Regions from separate parts of the Bos taurus genome. Here region 1 is linked to region 2. The links are chromatin contacts, called in public Hi-C maps. All regions are on one chromosome and are shown on one strand. Each heading gives the region's core, a stretch centred on a gene start, on an enhancer-like site or on the middle of the called end of the contact. The rest is flanking DNA. Distances are from core to core; before and after follow the strand shown. Region 1 overlaps RNF150 (ring finger protein 150). Region 2 holds the start of RNF150 (ring finger protein 150).

Region 1 (3,356 bases), core at 614-3,113, 280 kb after region 2:
ATTAGTATAAAAAGTATTCATGAAATACTTGACATTCTTTTTCATACTAGGTCTACTAAAGGCAGCGTGTGTTTGACAGTCACTCAGCTGTCCATTTGGACTGGCTGATGCTCCAGTCCTCAGCAGCCACACGTGGTTCATCGTCACCTTGGAGAACACAGGACTAGAGCTTCTCCAATGTTCTCCCAAGATTCCCTGACCCTTACAAATAAAAGGGGGTAAAACCTAATTACCACTAGAGAGAACTGGATCCCACCCAGGTCACCTAATGAGAGGCCCAGAGACCCACTTGTCTTATAATGGATAAATATTCAGAACATCCTTCCTGAAATTTTTGCTGGGCCTGTTTAACCTTACCACAATTGTCCATGACCATTTGCCATTACTTCCTTGACCAGTTTTTTTTTTGTTTGTTTGTTTGTTTTTTAAAGAAATCACACAAAGCATGTTGGTTTGGTGCTGAGACAAAATTATATCCTTCACGTCCACCCTTGGACGGATGTGTGGCATTCAGGAGCCAAACAGAATTCCATATTCTAGTAATGCAGATTTACTTCCACCCCTGGTCCCCCTGCAGATGGTCTTTTCCTAGTCCCAGTGGCCCCTAGCCCCATCACTTTGGCTAAAATGCATGGATTTGGGAGGAAAAAGTGGCAAGGTACATACAGGCTCCAAACACGAGACTCTGTGTGGCCTTCTCAATACAGGAGAAGTCTTAGGAGCTTGTGACTTTCCAGCCTCAAGTTGTGAATTATGATGCCCTGAAACTCAGAAACCAGCTCTCAACTCAGAAGTAAGCATCCCCCTTCGGCCCCAAGGAGGTGGGCAAGAAAACGGGCATCCCCATTCCCTCAGTGTAATTTAGAGTCCCCTCTAGGAATTGCTGTATCCTGTGTGGCTGGTCCCTTTGGGCAGAACTGAACTTCGATCATGAATAGAGCATCGATATTTTGATTTCATCTCTAGGTTTGGATCACCCCTAAAGTGTCAACTCTGTCATCCTGGCAGGGAGTGATGGAGAGCTTGGAGAAGGTAGAAAGTTAAAAGTAGCAAAGGCATCTACCTTTTCTGACGTCACTGAGTAATGATCATGACCATGGAGGCAAAGAGGGTGTTTTTTTGTTTTGCTTTTAATTGGGGGATAATTGCTTTACAATATTGTGTTAGCCTCTGCCATACAGCAACATGAATCAGTCACAGGTCAAAGAGGTTTCTCTGTTTTGTTTTCCCTCATTCTGCTGGAAACATCCTGCATGCTCCTGGGTCTGGATTCGGTCATCCCAACCAATGGTACCCAGGCTAGTTCTGCTAGTGCTCTGACATTCCTGAAGCTGACATCCTTTCAGAACCAAAAACGATGACAGACAGCCTGTCTTGGACTCTTACTACCATCACGTTCATCTAGTCGAGATGAAAATTCTTGCAGAGCATTTAGTTGTCTGTTGAAGGCATCACCTGGACTGAAAACAAAGAAACCTCATCAAAGCAAAACCCTTTCAGAAAACCACAGAGAGAGTCACACCCTCTGTGGAGGGAGGCTCCAACCCTCTGTGGTAATAGAGCCTCTGAGGCCATTTCTGGTAGCATTTTTTAATAATACTTTCATTTAGATTTCTTTCCTTTTTTGTCTGGGTGTGTCTCTCTCTGGCTCTCTGACTGCCTATCTCTTTCCTTGTCTGCACACCCCCACATGAATCCTTTTCCCATCTTTTAGGACAGAAAAACCTTAGTGGATCTGAAGAGGTGTTATTATTGTGATTACCGTCCTTCCTGTTGTTGATGTTTTTCTTCTTTTTATTGTGTGGCAGAATCTATCTCTGCACTTCTGATGAGGAAAACCAGTTGACTATAAAAGCAAATTAACTTCCTCTGTAGTGGAGTTTGCCTCATTTTCACTTCTCATGTCACTAATTTTATCACAGACCACCTCTAGCTATTGCCTTAAAAAAAAAAAAAAAAAAAAGACTTCCTTTCCAGCAAAGTCTCCGAGGCAAATAATGGCAAGGTAACAATTCCAGAAGGCTGTCTAATCTGTTATCTTCTACCCCCAGCATCTGTGACCTTCTCAGTTCACCACAGGCCCCCAGGGTTAGGATTTCTTGGAAAAACACATGGGCTGTACCGTATCCGATGTCCACTCCTGCTTCTTAACATCTTGGCACAAGAACTTGCTCTTTGTAAGTGATCTGAGAGGCCACTTCTTCCTTGAAACTGAAAAAGAAGCAAAAAGAAACCATTCACCCAAAGTTAGGGATGCATAGTTCCTTGTGAGGTGCCCTGCATCACAGAACTCCCTCTGTGTTATTTGCATGGCCAGAACTGAACAGTACTTTTGATAAGGGCAATTAAAAGGTGGTGAGGATACAGCTTCCTGATGACTCAGCGGGTAAGGAATCCTCCTGCAATGCAGGAAACGTGGGAGATGCCAGTTCAATTCCTGGGTCGGGAAGATTCCCTGGAAGAGGAAATGGCAACCCACTCCAGCATTCTTGCCTGAAAAATCCCATGGACAGAGGAGCCTGCTGGGCTATAGTTCAGAGGGTCGCAAAGAGTTGGGCACGACTGAGTAACTAAGCACTCATGCACAGAGATGCTTTTACCCACAGGGAGTTAGGAAAGAAGATGGCAGGGAAAGTGCATGGATGCTCTTCCTGAATCAGTTTTAAATCAGAGGATTTAAAACTAAAATCCTCCACAAGACCTCTATGAGGCCTTGTGTTCATCTTAAGGAGTTTAACGCTTGTGAGTTAAACACTCCTGATTGCAAAGAAGGTTGGGATTATCTGAAAAATAAATTAATTCTGAGAAGCAGGTGTGCATTTCTCATCACTTACCTCTTACCTTCCTGCCCTCCCCTCCCCATCTCATGACTCCAGGCCCCTTGTAATTTATAAAGACCCACAGATGAGTAGCCACACTGTGCTCTTTGACCTTTGGGTGTCACTAAATTAATCATCCCAAAACTCAAGCAATGCATCCAGGTCCTGGATGTAGACTCTTCATTATCAAGTCCTTTAATTGCAAACCCCTCTCATTCTGCAAAGGAGCTGCTGAGGTTATTTACATCTCTCTATACTGTCCTCTAAATGATGCATGCCTTGAGTGCTTCATGATCAAGTGGCTTCTCCAGAAATCTCCGTGATTAAAGACCTTCTTTTCCTTGTGCTACTGTTAACATTTGCATTTACCACCAAGCCATTCTGTCTCTAGCCACTGGACAAATATTTGTTGAGGATAATAAGTCAAAAACATGCATCTCTCCAGAGGCTCTGTGGGTCTGAAGAGAGGGAGGGAGAAAACCCATGGAGAAGGTAGCTCATTCTGAGTCACCGAAAGTCGTTGCTTGGCAGGACATC
Region 2 (3,312 bases), core at 306-2,805:
GTTCAGGAACCAGCTGCCAGGCAGTCTTCACTTTTGCCATTTTGGCATTAGGCGCTATAAAAAGCACTGTCCCAATTGCCTAGAAGCCTATTTTCTGAGATGAATAAGTTAGGGAAACACACAAACCCAGCACATCCAATACCACAGAGACACATTCTTCCAAGTAGTTCTTCTTGGGCCTGCTTCTAATTTGGGTATAACTGGGATTCTTTGGTCTCCCTAACAGCCACCAGCTGTTCCTATCCCTGCTGGAAAAAGAACAGCCCGTGCTGATGGGTAGCCATTAACAGATCTCTGCAAACATGCTAATGTTTGGGGTGGGAGGGGGTGAAAGGTGGACTTTTGTTTTCATCATGAATTGGATCCTGAGTTCTCGGAAAGAGTGCCAGCTGGGAAGTTCAATGTGGGTGATTAAGAACCATCACACAAATTATTTTTGAGACTTGATGGGTATCTCAAGCCAGGGAAACTGTGGGTGTGAAAAGTTAACCACTCATTTACTTGGTAAGGAATTGTGCTGTATCGAAGTTTTAAGAACACAGCTCCAGAGTGGCTTACTCTTTGATAACTAGTTGTGATCTCTATGCAAAGCTGGGCAATACTCTAGAAACAACCCCTAAACCAACATACCTTGTCTACTGAGCTGTAAGTATTCTGTTACCTGTCATGACAACCAGAAGGAAAAAAAAAAAAAAAAAAACCACAGTAAAGAAATAGCTCACCCAATTTATTTTCTTAAGGAGTTAGAGAACACTCATTCTATAGGAAAACATATATCACGTTTGCTGCCAGACAGTAAGAAAGAAGCCCACGTGTAGATGCATGCTGATGGGGTGGTCCCTAGACGAGGAGCATCAACATGACTGGGTAACTTGTTAGAAAAACATAATATGGAACTCACCCCAGATGTACCGAATGAGAAACTGCAGCAGGGCCCATCAGTCTGAGTTTTAAATACCACCTACTCTGCCTCCGCCCTCTTGTGACACGGATGTACTTTCAATTTTGATTATCGCCGCCCTAGACACTCGAGGCATGGTGTTGGAAAGACCTGGCTACCAACTAAAGTTACCCATTGGCCCTAGGATGGGTTATTAGGGAGTTCGCTGCAGTTCCTTCTGCAAACGGAAAAGTTTATCACACACACACACACACACACACACACACACACACACACACTTCTCTACATTTAAGATGCAGGAGTTCGCTGCAGTTCCTTCTGCAAACAGAAAAGTTTATCACACACACACACACACACACACACACACACACACACACACACACACACACACACAGACGTCTCTACATTTAAGATGCAGGAAGTTGTTCCTGTCCTCCTAGGTCTAGGGATCGCTTCCTCCTTTCGCCTCCACCTGGACCAAGTCGCAGAGTAGGTGGAATTTGAGACCCGGCAGGGGTCGCTGCTGCCCATAAAGAGAGAACCGGGGAAGCGTGGCAAGAGAAGCCTAGAATCTTTGACATCACACTAAGCTCCTCCTTGCACGCACACAGTAGACACACACAAACATATACAGACACACGCACGCACACACTCACTGACCGCGTAGTCTTCTCTCTGCCGGCTTGCTCCCGGTACCCCCGAGCCGGCCCCTCCCGCGGCAAGTGTGTGCTGGGCGCCGCCGGCGAGGAGCCGAGTGCCGGCAGCCGAGGGACCCGGCGCGCAGCAGTGGCGGCCGCCGCGCCCGCAGCCGGACCCGTTCGCCCCAGCGCTCGGCGACGGCGACCGGGACACCTCGCCGGCACCCCGGTCTCCGAGCAGCCGCGCCCGTCCCCGCCCGGGCTGCAGGGCGCCGGGCCGCCACCCCGCACGCTCCCGGGCCCCCTGCCACCCTTATGCCAGAAGGAGAAGCCGGGCGAAGGAGCAGGACGCTCGGCAGCCGGACTCCGCCGCAAACCCTGAGCGCCCCCTCCGCCCGCGCCCCTCCGGCGCCCGCGAAGCGAGATGCAACCGCCACGCTCCGGCTGAAAGGGGAAGGGGCCGGCGCCATCCGCTCGCTCCGAATTCTGTCTCCGCGGCGGCTGCGCGTCCCGGCCGCGGCCCCCCGGGCCCGGGAGTGAGCAGGAGCAGGAGGAGGAGGAGGAGGACAACGACGAGCGGCCGGCCCAGGGTTGGCCGGGGCTGGGGAGGAGGGACGGCGCGGGGGGGAGCGCGCGGGGGGCGGGGAGGGGGCCCCGGCGGATAAAGATGGCAATGTCTCTCATCCAAGCGTGCCGCAGCCTGGCTCTCTCAACATGGCTGCTTTCCTTTTGTTTCGTGCATCTGGTGTGCCTGGACTTCACCGTGGCCGAGAAGGAGGAATGGTACACAGCCTTCGTGAACATCACCTACGCCGAGCCCGCGCCGGACTCCGGGGCCGGGGCGGCGGGCGGCGCCACCACCGCCGCCGAGCTGCACACCGAGAGGACCGAGTGCGGGCGCTACGGGGAGCACTCGCCCAAGCAGGACGCCCGCGGGGAGGTGGTCATGGCCAGCTCGGCCCACGACCGTCTGGCCTGCGACCCCAACACCAAGTTCGCCGCCCCGGCCCACGGCAAGAACTGGATAGCCCTCATCCCCAAGGGCAACTGCACCTACAGGGATAAGATCCGGAATGCGTTCCTGCAGAACGCCTCCGCCGTGGTCATCTTCAACGTGGGCTCCAACACCAACGAGACCATCACCATGCCCCACGCAGGTAAGCGGGCTCCGGGCGGGCTCGGGGCGGGGGCGGGGAGCCCAGGGCGGGTGGAGGCGCCGAGAAGGATCCAGCGCCTGCCTCCTCGCTCCTTTCTGGGAAGTCTGTGCTTTGCTAAAGACGCGTCTCTGCTGCCTAGACCTACTAAGTTTCGCTCTGCGTCACTTCGTGGGATTTGCAAAGAAGAGAGGACTCACTGCATTGTGGGGACCAGGGAGTACGTTCCACTTAACACAGAGCCACTCGGACAGGGGTTGGCCGAGGGGGCCTAACTTTTCCGAGGAGGATCTGGAAGGTGGGGTGTGAGGGGGAGGAGGGGGCGGGCAGGGCTCGGATGTTGCTCTGGGCTTAGTGACTGGCCTCGCATCTGTTTGGGACCCGGAGATCTGATCTTGAATGTGTGCATCAGGTATACTCCTGATGCCGGCGTTTCTGTATCAGGAGGGAGGTAGGATTACTGATGCTGGCGCTCGCCACCGCCAACTTGCTCAAGTCGGGTTTCAGGGTTTCAGCTCTTCGTGGGAGATTAAGAGTCCACCCCCCACCCCGCGCCACCCGCTGGGTTGACGCACGTCATAAATAATACTGAAAATCCGGTGCTCTGCCAAGCTGTCAT

The links. Hi-C and Micro-C count contacts between places; a contact is called where the count stands out from the background.
Region 1: a Hi-C map of liver shows a contact between it and region 2, with 8 times the contacts expected there. The contact joins the enhancer-like site here to the promoter of RNF150 in region 2. A contact is called at or near these places in 5 of 11 Hi-C or Micro-C datasets (blastocyst, liver, skeletal muscle and 1 more).

Annotation. Positions count from the first base shown.
Region 1 is chr17:16,913,583-16,916,938 of ARS-UCD2.0, forward strand. All of the region lies in intron 6 of RNF150 (ring finger protein 150), which reads left to right. Among named protein-coding and RNA genes, the nearest start is that of TRNAR-CCU, 47 kb to the left of the region's middle. Within about 2 kb of position 1,864, at least 7 of the 102 cell types and tissues checked have an H3K27ac peak or open chromatin away from gene starts, as enhancers often do.
Region 2 is chr17:16,635,997-16,639,308 of ARS-UCD2.0, forward strand. RNF150 (ring finger protein 150) reads left to right here and starts at 1,556. Exons shown (of 7, transcript XM_024977572.2): 1 at 1,556-2,696. The coding sequence starts at 2,207.